2 separate regions of the Delphinus delphis genome follow, and region 2 is linked to region 1. Evidence: chromatin contacts called from public Hi-C data. All regions are on one chromosome and are shown on one strand. The core of a region is the stretch at or near the end of the contact, and the rest is flanking DNA. Distances in the headings are between cores, read along the strand shown. Region 1 holds the start of CENPO (centromere protein O). Region 2 holds the start of NCOA1 (nuclear receptor coactivator 1).

Region 1 (6,857 bases), core at 2,148-4,647:
ATTTTAACATCTTTGAAATGAAATTACATGTCTCAGCTTAATTGGTAGCATTTCTTCTTTCTTAACAACACGTAAAATAATGGTATATCTCAAAGTTGATGGTGTCCAAGATTCAATGATTACAATACCTGGATGTGAGTAAGAAATAGGGAATTCAAAGGAAAAGTTTTAAACCTGGGTAACTGGAAGAACTCTATTATTCCTAACAAAAAAGTAAGGGTATTTCCTTGATCCCTATATAGGAGTCTAACCAAATCTTCTATTTGAGCAATGACCCATAGATGATAATGCTACTCACCTACTTTCCCCATCTGAACTTATAAATAATTAAAAATACTTATTAATGGCAACTTTAATATGAACATGTTTTGACCCTCAGGAAACTAACTGTCATAATTTAAAGGGAAGGGAATTGCCACTGAAAGGAGTACAACGGTGCTTAGGGATGGACGGCATGCAGTTTCTGGATCCAGCTGATACTCAAACATATCAAAGCAATTGATAACTTCAGTCATTTGAACAATCGGAACTTCTTCAAATACTGGTTCACTTCTTCCTTGGGGTAGGGACGGAGTGCAATGCAAGTGGGGATGTTCTCTGGCTGCTCCACCCACAGCTTGTGGTCAATGTTCTTCTGTTGCAGCGTCTCTGCCAGCAACTTTAAGGTGGTCTCATCTGGGGCCTACAAGGAGCAGAACACAGACTGAAAAGCCCATTTAGTAAGTGACAAAAGGCAAAGGAAAAAAAAAAAAGTATGGAGGGGGGCTCCTCTTAACTGAAACTGGAGGAACAGCTCTACCGAAGAAGGAACTGTAGAGCATGTCTCTAGAAACAACAGCTTCATTGCTCCATTTGCCGTTCACTCTCTGAAGGGGTGGGAGTGGGGGTGGGAATGCATTGTCAGTAATTATGCTCTACACATTTTCTAGTTCTGGTGCCTAAACAGCATCCCTAATCCCTCAGCCAGCTCTGACTTTAAGAGCTGACTACTGGAAGGATTTCTAAAATCACATCACCTCCACCTCCCTCCTACTTCCACCCTAGTCCACACAAACCTAGAAGGATTTTCTTTCCGCCAGGATAGTTCCCAGTTTTTAACTCAAGCGTAGGCAAACTATTCTCTAGTGTCCTTCTGAAACTGTTTCTCATCATCTTTATCACCCATGCTGAATCCCATTACAGGAAATAGCATAGCTATCACTCAGAAAATAAAGATACTTAGTGTGTTATGTTGCATAAGGTATATTTTTTTGCCTATGAAGGCAGAAGGCACTAAGATAACTAGAGGTTTGTCTTAATCAAATTAGAGGATGCTGGGATTGCCACTCTTAATCTGCTGAGTCCTTTGGGCATGCTGAAGAAGAATGCATTGACTTCCCCTCCCTCCTCCTTCAGCACCAGGAGCAGCACAGTACAAGTTAGAGTGAGTCCAAACCCTTGCTCTACCACTTACTGATTTGTGTGCTCTTTGATAAGTTATGTGACTTAGCTGAACCTTTGTGTCCCTGTTGTAAAAGGGGATGATAATGCTTCCTAGTAGTAGTGAGATTCAATGAAATCAGGCTCAGATCTGTGCCTGACACAAAGCACCCAGTGAATGGAGTTAATCTTGGCACTGTCTTATATTTTATTGGTCTTTATGGCTACAGCACCACCTTTATTTAATCAGTGGTGACTCCTACGGCCCTTTCTTGAGTCATAGCTAACAACAGAATCATGAGATGTCTTTTAAATTCAGAGGAGTCACTTAATCTCTGTGGGCTTCAGATATCTCATCTGAGAAAAGGGGTAAATATTTTATCTGCCTGAAAGCAAGGGAGTGGGGGATGTCTGAACTACATGATTTCTTGAAGCCTTCCTATAAAATCCTATAAAAGGAATCTAAAGGAAAAAGCTATCTGTTTCTTTTCTGCCTACTTATAGATTCTCAAGACATTTTCCTACAGGTTACAGTTTAATGTTTCATTACCCAACAGCAATTTTTCTCTTGAAAAATGATCTGCTTTTGCCAGCTGGCCAGGAAGGAATTACCCAACCCCTCCACCCCAGGTTTATTTATTAAAATAAATAAATTTTATGAGAAGAAAATTGCTTTAAAATGAAAGCAATATTTTTTTCATTATAAAATATGTGCTTAATGTAGGAAACTAAAAAAAAAATAGAGAAGCATTACAAAATAACCAAAATTCCACTACCCACTCACTACTTAATATTTGGATATATTTTCTTAGTTCTTACTTTCAAAATCTGGATCACTTTGTATGTAGAATATATAGTTCAATTAGAATCGCATCATGAGCACTCTTCCATGCCAGGTAAATATGCTCCAAAAACATGATTTATGCTAGTTTCGTAATAATCCATTATAAGGGCATAAGTTTAGACAATTCATCGTACTGGAAATTTAGTGATTTCCACTTTTTTTACTATTATAAAATGCTCCTATCCTTGTACAACGCTCTTTGGGTGCATCTTGCTATTTTCTTAGGATACATTTCTAGAGGCAGAATTGACAGAAGGTAAGGGTAAGATCTGTTTGGCTATCTGTAAAAAGAACCTTACGTCTGATGCTAGGTTCAAATTATACTAGGGTTCACATTTATTTTCAAATAATTTGGCGTCAGAACCAGGTAAATGCTCCAGTTTGACTTCACTTGCAATAAGGAACCCCGCGTCCTTACCCTTCTGGATCGGTTTTGCGAAGAGGGTTAAGGACGGTACTTTTCTGCGCAGCCATTAAAAGGCCGGCGCAGTGCACAGGTAGAAAGGCGGGTGTCGCTCCACCAGCCTCCGCCCTCACAGGCATCTGTTTAAGAGGGACGCAGGTAAGACCGAAGGGGTGCGGGAAGCATTTATAACGGGCCCGATGTCCACTCGTCACACCGTCAGGCCCCGCCCAGTCAAGGTAAGGCTCCCTGGGCAATAGCTCAAGCCCCAGGAACCTTACCAAAACTTGTAAGTCAAACACCCCTCCCCACTAATGCCACACCCACTCCATGAAGTTAGGCCCTCCAACTCAAGACCACACCCTCTTCCGGTCTCGATATCCTCAGGGCCCCTCCCCCTCCGCCCGCGCCTCACCTCGAGGACCACCTTGCGCATGCGCCCCAGCTCCCGGAGGTAAGCGGCCGTGTGCGGGTGGTCCCGGTGAATGTGCAAGGCCGCGGTGGCTGCGTGACAAGCCTGTGCTACCAATGCGCCCGCTGGCCAGGAAAACGGCGCGTGTGATAGATCCTTTCGTAACACCAGGTACTGTACCAGGATCTGCGGCTCTGCGCCAGCGGCCGCCATCTTCCCGCACAACTTAAAGGCCAGGCCTATCCTCCGATGCATGCCGGGATCAGGGAGGGGCCCTGAGTGCTGCCATGTTTTTGTACGTTGGGAGTGCAAAGCACGCTGGGACCGGTTGGCTTGGATTTGAAGGCAAGCGGGAACAGCCAGAGGAGAGGAAGTAAGGGAAAGTAAGACCCAGTGGCGGTCGGGACCGTGATAGGGTGGAAGGCTGAGCGGCATTCTTACAGCTCCTTCCGTGTGCAAGGAAGCCCGGAGGAACCAGAGGCGCGGCGCCTTAGGAGCGCGCAGGGGCGGGGAGGTAGACGTGGACACCGCCGACTCGGACCCGGGGAGCGGACCGGGCGGGTCAGGGAAGGGGAGTCCTAGCGACGACACTTGGGGTGTCCGGGGCGCACGGGTGCGTACCAGCGTTGCGTGTGCCTGCCCTCTAGGTTTGTCTGAATATGAATCGATTCTTGACATTTTGTCTCCAAGGACAGCCCTATTACTGGTGCTTGGACAGCTTTCTAGCAAGGCTCTTGGAAATCTGAGGAGGAGATGGAGCTGGCGAATACTCTAAGTCAAGACGGCGAGTCCAGAGGAGGTATTCAAAGGGTCGCCTTTCCCCCCCTTACTCCTGCTGCCCAAACAACGCGCAGGTTGAAAGCCCTTCCCTCCTTTAACCGATGTGTGACCTGTCCTGTTTGGGAGCAGGATGGTGAAAGGAACTAACATTGAAGACTTAAAGGGACAGGCAGCTAAGATCATTGGAGCAGGAAAAATTACTTCACATATTCTAGGCTCTTATCCCTTTCTAGACCAATAGGTTGCATTCCTAGTAGGCTAAGCGTTCATATTCAGAGCTACAGTTCTAGCCAATGAGCTTTCTTTACTCTTCCCAGGATTTGGGGGGAGCCATTTATGCATTACTCCCGTGGAAGAGGCAGTGACTGGTATTGGTCAGACCTGGGTTGGAGTCCTGGCTCTGCCATTATAAATACTGTGGCCTTGGGCAAGTTATTTTACTTTTCTCTGCCTCAGTGTTTTCATCTGGAAAATGGAGAGGAATAATAGCATTGTGGTGGTGGCTGTGGAAATTAGATAATTCTTTTAATGCTTTTCAAGTGAAGCATTTAGCACATGCCTAATGCATAGGAAATATTAAATAAATGCTTTAATTCTTTGCATGCTTTGCAAGTAAAGGATCTAGCACAAGTGTCTCTTTTTTTAATAAATTTATTTTATTTCGTTTTGGCTGTGTTGGGTTTTCGTTGCTGCACGCGGGCTTTCTCTAGTTACAGTGCGCGGGCTTCTCATTGCGGTGGCTTGTTGTGGAGCACGGGCTCTAGGCGCGTGGGCTCAGTAGTTGTGGCGCACGGGCTTAGTTGCTTCGCGGCATGTGGGATCTTACCGGACCAGGGCTTGAACCTGTGTCCCCTGCATTGGCAGGCGGGTTCTTAACCACTGTGCCACCAAGGAAGCCCCACAGGTGTCTTAATATGTAGGAAATGTTCACAGATGCTTCACTGCTAGAGTTGATTAGCATTATGAAACTGTGACCTTTACTATATTGGTCTTTAGTTAGTCTCTTAGGATCTGAGATTGCCTCTGAATTTCTATCTGTTGGTGAGCTTGTTTTCCTGTCTGATACCCAGTAATATTGGTGGACGGTTCCTTTCAGTGTGTGCCTTTATAGTCCTATGCTCCTAATACTTTTCAGAGTACTTATTCAAGCCTCTGTGGATGTCTAAATCCAGTTATGCATTAGCACTTTGGGAAAACATGCGTAAAACCAAGAAAAACAATTCTGCATTAAAAAAAACAATTTCTGAGAGAGTCTGAATTTGGTGACCCTGTTTTCCTCTGGGTCACTATTATCATAGATAACTGAGATAAGCCATTTTCAGATGATGCCCTTTTTGAACAGTGTCTTGGTCAGGGACTGCTTGTAGGTCAGTGTTCGGCCTAAGAGGTTGCTGATCACTGACTTCTGTTGTCAGCTCCTCCTGTTTTATAAATTGTTGGCAACGTCTCCAGTTTAGCTGACCACAGAGTTCTGGATAAAGGGTCACCCTCTGTTCTTCCCTGAAGTGCTTCCCGTTCCTGGGGTTAGAAATCCTTAGCTTCTTGTGAAACTCCCTTTTTACTTCCCTCAGGTGTTTTAGCTCACTTGGAAAGACTAGAGACTCAAGTGAGCAGATCCCGTAAAAAAATGGAAGAGCCACAGAGTGCACAGGCAGAGGAAAGTGCTCTTGGAACCAGGATTCATGAACTGAGACGTCTGCGAGATAAGCTGAGGGCTGAAGTGAAACAACATCAAGCTAGTGTGAGTAGAAGGGTGATCGACGTTGGCAGGCTTTCCTAGAGTGTAAAAAACAAACGTGATCTGGGAATTAGCAAATTTGTGTAATACGTTTTACCTGTGGTCTTACTGGATGGATTTCAGTCCTTGATCCCTCAAGTGATCAAATCTGTAGAGTCGGCTAATGTCAATACCCGCTAACAGCTGGCAGGCATTACTGATGGGCCAGGCGAATTCTTCATAATAATCTCTTAAACCTGCCCTCATAGACATGAGCCTGTTACCTTAATCTCAGCCAGACTTGAGTCATTGGTACTTTTGTCATTAGCACCATCTTTCTATAACCCAACCTGAAACCTCACAGTAAACTTTGACTTTTCCCTCTTTTCAGCTTTCTCTCTAGCCCAGGTTCAGTTAGTAAAACCTGTCAAATTCTTCTTTAGATTGTCTTTGTGCCCCTCCCCCACCCCCTGCTGTAGAGCACGTATTATCCACATGGGTCCTAAATATTTACCAGGTGATTTAGATGGCGGGATTATTGCAGCAGTCTGCTAGTTTGTTTTCTTCTGGTATTTATACTTCTCTGATAAATTCCGCACAGCCAAGAAAATCTTCATAAAACACTACATTTTTCATTAAATTACAAGTTTCCTTGCTCAAAGTGTCAGTAATTATTCATTCCTCCTGGGTTAAGGTCAGCCTTCTTTTTCTTGTCTTCCCTCCCTCTCTTCCTTTTCCCCCTTTCCTCCATTCTCTTCCTCCCCCCTTCCTTTTTTATTAAAGTAAAAATATATATATATATATGTATACACATACACACATATGTGTATATATGTTGTGCACAAATCTGAAGATCCTTTTACAGAACGAACACACCCTGGTAAGTACCACACAGATCAAAGTGTAGACTACTACCAGCACCCCAGAAGTCTCCCTCTTAAATCCTCCTAGTCATTTCCCTCAAGGTAACTGCTATTCTGGTTTCTGTTACTATACATTGGTTTTACTTGTTATGGAGCTTTACATAAATTTAAAAAGTATAAACTCTTATGTCGGGCTGCTTTTGCTGAATGCTATCTCTGTGAGGTTCATCCATATTGGTGCATGCTGTGGTCACTCTTTTATATTGCTATATAATTATTCCGTTGAAGAAATATCCCACAATTGTTTTACTTATTGTACTTATTGGTGACATTTGAGTTATTTGGATTGTTTCACTTTGGGGCTATTAAGAATAATGCTGCTGTGAACATTGTTGTTCCTGTCTTTTGATATAAAAATA
Region 2 (6,857 bases), core at 1,535-4,034, 280 kb before region 1:
GATAAATAATACCTTAAGTTCCACTCATCATCCAACAAAATCTCAGCACTGCCTGTCCTGAGGATGTTTAAAAGTTAATTAAGACACTGGGCTGCAGAGTGGGGTAGGGGTGGGGGCTGGGAGAGGGAGATGCAGGTGTTATTAACAGTTGAAGCCGTGGAAACAAAACCAAGTCAATCTAAGTGAGAAGAGAGGTGGGAAAAAAAATTAAACCTTGAGGATACCAATGTTACATGGTTCTGTGGAAAAGGAACAGCAAAGAAAAGTGCTAGGGAAGGGAAGTTCAGAAAACAGGCAAAGAGAGAAGAGAATGATGTAAAAGACAGGGGAGGGGAGGAGAGTTTCAAAAAGGAGGACTTGGGCTTCCCTGGTGGCGCAGTGGTTGAGAGTCCGCCTGCAAAGGCAGGGGACATGGGTTCGTGCCTGGTCCGGGAGGATCCCACATGCTGTGGAGCGGCTGGGCCCGTGAGCCATGGCCGCTGGGCCTGCGCGTCCGGAGCCTGTGTTCCGCAATGGGAGAGGCCACAACAGTGAGAGGCCCGATTACGGCAAAAAAAAAAAAAAAAAAGGAGGACTTCACAGTATGAAGCGCTGTAGGAAGGCCATCTAATGGGGTGGGGGTTTGAAGTATCTACTGGACCTGGCAATCAGCAGTGACCAGCGTGTAGCCCCGACAGGAGACAGCGTTACCTGCACACATGGTTATGTTTGTAGGCCTCTTCATACAGTCTGGACTGGACTAGACTGGGAGGTATGTTCTACAGAAGGGGATTAACCTGGCGATTGAGAGATACATAGCTCTGGGTATTTTCAGTGATTATTGGGGATGGGGACTCTGTAGGTGGCTAGATGTCCTGCTAAACTAGTTGAGGGCAAGAGCTAATGAAATGCACCTAGGGCTCCAGTAATAAGAATCAAATTAATGAATATGTAAAGAGGTTTGTTTGTTTGTTTGTTTTTATTTTTGGCTGCATTGAGTCCTCATTGTTCCGCACAGGCTTTCTCTAGTTGTGGTGAGCTGGGGCTACTCTTCGTTGTGGTGCGCCGTCTTCTCATTGTGGTGGCTTCTCTTGTTGCAGAGCACGGGCTCTAGGCGTGCGGGCTTCAGTAGCTGTGGCTCGCGGGCCCTAGAGCAGAGGCTCAGTAGTTGTGGTGCACAGGCTTGGTTGCTCCACAGCATGTGGGATCTTCCTGGACCAGGGCACGAACCCACGTCCCCTGCATTGGCAGGCAGATTCCTAACCACTGCACCACCGGGGAAGTCCCTGAATAAACGAATATATGATGAATGTGGGGTGTGGACTAAAGGTTGGTTTATGAGCAGTCCAGAATAGGATGATGAGCAGTCCCGAACCTTTTTGGCACCAGGGACCAGTTTCGTGGAAGACAATTTTTCCACAGACGGTGCGGGGGATGGTTCAGGGGGTAATGTGGGCGATGGGGAGCGGCAGATGAAGCTTCGCTCGCTTGCCCGCTGCTCACCTCCTGCTGTGCGGCCCAGTTCCTAACAGGCCTCGACCGGTACCGGTCCACAGCCCGGGGTTTGGGGACCCCTGATCTAGAGTATGGCAGTGAATGATGGCAGGATGGAGTACATGCCTCTGGAAGAAGTTGCTCACTGAATCAGAGAGGTGCCAGGGAGGTTGGTGTTTTCAAGGCAAGGTCAGGTTTCAGTTAGGAGGACTGTGAAGGGTTTAAAGATTTCTACAGGTTGCTCTCGAGTAGAAAACACTGAGAGACAACAACAGTAGGACAGGATTGAGGTAGGTGCAGACAGCTACCTGGGAATAAGAATGCAGGAAAGGACAGCTGTCTGCTTTACAAAGCACCTCCGCAGCCAGCGACCCATTCATCCTTCGGACAACCCGGGGAGAGAGATAGGTATTATATTGCCAGCCTTTGGAATGAGGGATGCTTTCCAGATAAGGTTCGGAAAGCCTGTTCAACCGCTGTTTGATTCCTCTAACGACAAGGAACACTCCACTTTTGGAAGTAGCACTGCCATTATAAAATTTAAAAACCGAGTAGAAAAGAAGAAAGGTGTGGGCCCCCTTGAGGGGAAAGCTCTGTCAATGACAAACATTTTGGGTAATTCATGGAACTGCAGAGCCAGACGCGTCAGTCAGATCTTTTCATCTGTAAAACGAAGGGGGCAGATGATCTTTCTTTTCCCTTATCTAATAGCCTGTGAAATCATCTAGGCAACCAACTCCCAATTTTACAGAATAAAAAAAGGGCTGCGGATGTGTCTTGCTCAAAGTAATACAAGAAATTAGCGGAGGGACAGGCCAGAACCCACTCCACCCGGGTCTACTGCGCCCCTCGCCGCTCCACACCTTCCCGGACAGATCAAGCCAGCGGGAGGCTGCAGGCCGGGCGGCCTAGCTGAAAGCACCCAGGGGTTCGAGGCGGCTTCCCGGCAGCAGTCATAGGAACGCCCCGAGGGGAGGGGAAGAGTTAGGGCCTCCTTTCCCACACTTCGTTAGGACGGGGGCCGGGGCGGGACCGCGGCAGCCCTCCCTCGGGCCTGCGGCCGGCAGAGGGCGCGGAGCGACTCCTCGTTTCGCTGCCCGGCGGGCGGGGAACTGGCTGCCCCCGGAGCGCCGTCGGAGTTCGCGGGCACCGGATCGCGGCGACCCGGCCGGCCGGAGGGCGCAGGGGCAGCGCAGAGGGCAGGACGGCGGGAAGTGGGCGGGGCGGCCGGGAGCCGGCGGGGCGGGGCGGGGCGGGGCGCGGAGGGGGCGGGGCCGCGAGCGGGGGGCGGTGGCGGCGGCGGCGGCGGCGGCGGCGGCGGTAGCCGAGGAGGAGGAGGAGGAGAACATGGCGGCCGCGGAGAGCGGCTGAAATGCCTGTTTTTCAGGCCAGGCGAGCGGGAATCTGAGGCGATTCTCTGAGCCTTCCCCTCAGACGGCTGAACCGCGGCCTCGAGCGCCTCGACTGCCCTGTTCCCTGCTGCTCCCTCGAGTGCAGCCTGCGCCCGGTCCGTTCTGCATCCCCCTGCGGGGGGACTCCTGCTCCGGAGGAGGGGGCCGGAGAGCCGCGGCGGCGGCGGGCTCCCAGCCCGAGCAGCGGCGGAGGCCGCGGCGGCGCCGCCACGGTCGCGGGCGAGCGCGGCGCCCGTCAGCGCGGCCCAGAGGCGGCGGCGGCAGGTGAGTGGCAGGCGGCGGGCGCCGAGCCTCCCGGTGGGTGCAGCTGTCACGAGCCGCGCGGCCGCCGAGGCCCTAGGGGGCGGGAGCAGCTGGTGCCCCTCCGCCCGCCGCTCTCCTTTCTCTCCGCTCCGTTCCCCCTCCCACTTTCCCCGACTTCTCCCTCGGCCTCGCGCGGCTGGAGGGGGCGGAGGTCGCAGCTGTCACGGGCACCAGCTGGGGGCTGCGCCGCGGATGGAAACTGCTGCAGCAGCGACTTCCCTGCCCCGTTTCCCAGTTGCCCTAGTTAAGAGCGGACGGGGCGAGCATCCGCGGAGGGTGCGCGAGGCTCGCGGCCGCCGGCCCGGCGTGGGGAGAGGCGCCCCGAGCCCGCGGGCGCTCCCCGCCGCCGAGAGGGGGAGCCGGAAGTCGGCGCGGGCGCCCCTCGGCCCCGGCGAGCGCGGTGACCTTGGCAAGCCCGGTAACCTCTCTGAGTCTCGCTTGCCGGGACTGCGAAATGGGGATGACCGTGGCGAGTCTTCTTGTAAGCGCAGCCTCCGACGGCGCTTCTGTTTACCCCCGCGCACTTGCTTTACCCTCTCCAGACGAGGCATTTCGGAGGCAGAAACGGGATGGATAAGTGAGATTTTCCTGTTATGTTTAGGGTTTGGTCCCCTTCGTCGGATTCTGCTGAAAGGATTTAGAAAGGGGAGCAAACATGTTGGCTGGAAGACTGAGAAGTGGGATGGGTTAATGGTCAGCGACAGAACTCGAGCCATTCCCTAGTCGCTTGGAAGAGAAATGGAGAAACCGGACACCAGGGTCCCTGCTCTTACTACCCAGCTGTGTTGTTTTTTGTTTTTTGTTTTTAAAGCAGTCACTCCCATAGACTAGACACTGCCTCGCTTGACGATGTTAGAGGGAGACGGAGGGTTTGACAATAAAGCCTGTATGTGTGACAAGGAGAGTCCGTGCCGCTGTGGCTGCAGTTTGGTGGGGAGGAAAACTTTAAGCTGGAGGATCTTTTAGCCTTTCAGGCTGGGCTCTCTTCGTTCACTGTAGGTGTTGAAGAGGCAGGTGTCCTTGTGGAGAAGGTGACATTCTTTTTCTTTTGAGACGGTGACTTTTTAATGCTGAGCATGATGGTGGTGAATGAAGGGTTCTGGAGTGAATTGCAGTCCCAGCACCTTCTGTTGATGCCAAGAGTAATCTCTGTGGCGACGATTTGTGAGGGCTGAGGCTTTCACTTCAGTGATTAAGAAATCTTCAAGTGTCTGTGTAAAACATTGCTGCGGTGAAGCTTAGATTATACTGTACAGCTGAAGGGATGGAGTTCAGGGGTTAAATTTGTTTGAGGTTTGTTTTCAGTTTTGGAATTGGTTGAAGGTTAGTCTCAAAAAAAAAAAAAAAAAAAAAAAAAGTTGGCCAAAGGGGCCTCTCAGCTTGTTTCACAGAAGCTGTGATGTAGTAGGAAGGGGGTCAGATTTCATGTTGAGAATAATATAAAAAGAGTGTTTGCTTGGGTCTTTTGGCTCTTGAACTAGAAATAGTTTTGGGTTAAAAGTAGCAGTGAGGTTTGATTCAGCTTAATAAATGGGCATTCCTTGAGCTATGTCATAAACAGATGCAACTGCAAGTGTTTCTTTTTTATCTCGTGTACTCTGTGGAAGGGTCTAATTTGGTTTTGTGAACTAGCGTTGGAAATGGTTTCCCTCTATTTCTTATTCAGATTTTATCCTTTGGGAACAATGGATCAAAAGGGGGGCCTGAATAGGGAATATATGGTTTGGAGAGAAAATGCAGGGATGCTGCTTATAAGAACAGGCATTTGGTTTGATTTTTGTAAACATTTTGCAGTGGTTATTTATTTCATCTATTTAACTCACAATGAAGTTTGAATTTTAAGGTGCAGAATTTGAATTTTACATAGTTTATAGTTGATCTTTTTCTCATTTCCTTCTGAGAAAATCTGTAGGATTGTGTCTTTTAAATTACTTTTTGTGTGGTTTAAGCCAAGGGAGTATTTTAGATCTGCATTTTTGGTAAGTGGTTTTATTGAAAAAAAGTGCTTGATGGAACTAATGGTGATTGTTCCACTTAAACTGGGATTATATAGACAATGCATTTTCCTGCCTCTTTCTGCCAACATTTGTTTTTCTTTCTCCTTCAATTCCAGGGTTTCATTTCTAGAAATCTGGGCTGGAAACAGAAGCAGCAGTTTGTATAATACCAAGAACTTGCTTATGCCAGGAAGCTGTAAGGGTAGCATGAAGTGGGTGTGGTATAAAGATACTGCCACTCTTTAAGACAATTTAACTGTTGAGGGAGTCCAGGGTCAAACTTTAATTTTTGTTGAATTTCCTGTTTTCTTTGTATGTGTTAATCTTTTGGTGGGCAGAGGATTGGGTTGCTATGGTGCTGACTGGTGTATATTGTGAAAGCACTGGCAAAATTTCATGCTTTTACTCTATACAGAAGGGTGCTAAACAAGCCTAAATAATTTAAAATGTTGTTCCCAGGATGGAATGTTCTCTGCATGTACTGTTGATCCTGCTAATCCAGTGATTGGTCTTCACCAGGACTAAATGTTGAGTAGGTGATGAGGGTGGTATAGAGGTGCTGAAAGGTGGAGTGGGGAAGAAAGGATATTGGACATTCTTTGAAAATCTTTTCTCTATTGGACTGTATATCAGAGTATGGTTTATAATTCTTTTTAAAGGACATCTCTGTCCTCATCGATTTCACATAACTTCTCTTACATACTACCTTTGTTCCTTAGTTAAGTTTGTCTTTATTGCCCTATCCCCCAAGGGCTCCACATTGTTTGAATATGTTGCATATTTTTGGGGTTGGTTGGTCTTAAACCATATGGCCTAAAATAGCTTTCATTTTAGGGCAAGTATGGGAGGTCAACACACACACACACCACCGAGTAGAATCTTCTTAAGTCATGGGGCGAGGAGATCCCCAGGATTCTCATTATTGTCTTGGCAGTGATTTTTACTTTCTGCCTGTGATAATCACAGGAATTCTCAGAGGGCCATCAGCTGCTTTCCTAGCATAGGTCCAGGAACATGTGGTGGGCTCCATTTTACATTACTTCCAAATATCAGGTGCAGAAGAGTGTGGGATTGGGTGAAGTGCATGTGTTTCAGGAGTTGAATGACAGAGCACTATATCCAGTTTTGGGCTGCAGAACCATACAAATTTCTCCCCACCTTGTACAACTTTCCTGTGAGTTGGACAGACTAGACTGTAGGAAAGGACTTCTTCATTGCTTCTCTCCCAGGTTAACCAGTAGCTTAGCTTTTGGTTATTGGTCACTAAGGATGGACCTTATGGTCTCTAACCTTTTTTCTTACCATTGGAGGTGAGGTCTAGTCATTTCAAGCCTTTCTGTCTCTCTTCTTTGTGTTTTACTTAGACTTTGCGCCTCTCTCTCAACATATGGGGTCAGAGGTCATAAAATGGCCTAATGGCAACTGTGTACCATTCTTGGTTGCTTAGTTTAAGGAGGAGATGCAGGTTTTTTCCTTTAGTTGAATTCCAGATGATGTTTTGTGGGTGCACAGTATTTGGATTAACATAAGTTATTATTTTATATTTCTGCAAGATACATGGTTGAATAAGAAGAATTATTACAAAACACTGACACCAACATTTAAGTCCGGTTCTAGAAATGCAAGTAGAATTGGTTGTTGAATCCATGCTTCCTCCCCCATTCCCCCATCT

Evidence for each region. Hi-C and Micro-C count contacts between places; a contact is called where the count stands out from the background.
Region 2: a contact with region 1 is called in a Hi-C map of lung, with 3 times the contacts expected there. The contact joins the promoter of NCOA1 here to the promoter of CENPO in region 1. A contact is called at or near these places in 2 of 3 Hi-C or Micro-C datasets (lung and muscle).

Annotation. Positions count from the first base shown.
Region 1 is chr12:71,168,203-71,175,059 of mDelDel1.2, reverse strand. CENPO (centromere protein O) reads left to right here and starts at 3,397. Exons shown (of 8, transcript XM_060026997.1): 1 at 3,397-3,451; 2 at 3,769-3,877; 3 at 5,430-5,599. The coding sequence starts at 3,832. It overlaps PTRHD1 (peptidyl-tRNA hydrolase domain containing 1), which reads right to left and starts at 3,336. Exons shown (of 2, transcript XM_060027617.1): 1 at 3,082-3,336; 2 at 1-682. The coding sequence starts at 3,333. The coding sequence ends at 512.
Region 2 is chr12:71,443,324-71,450,180 of mDelDel1.2, reverse strand. NCOA1 (nuclear receptor coactivator 1) reads left to right here and starts at 2,784. Exons shown (of 22, transcript XM_060027005.1): 1 at 2,784-3,149.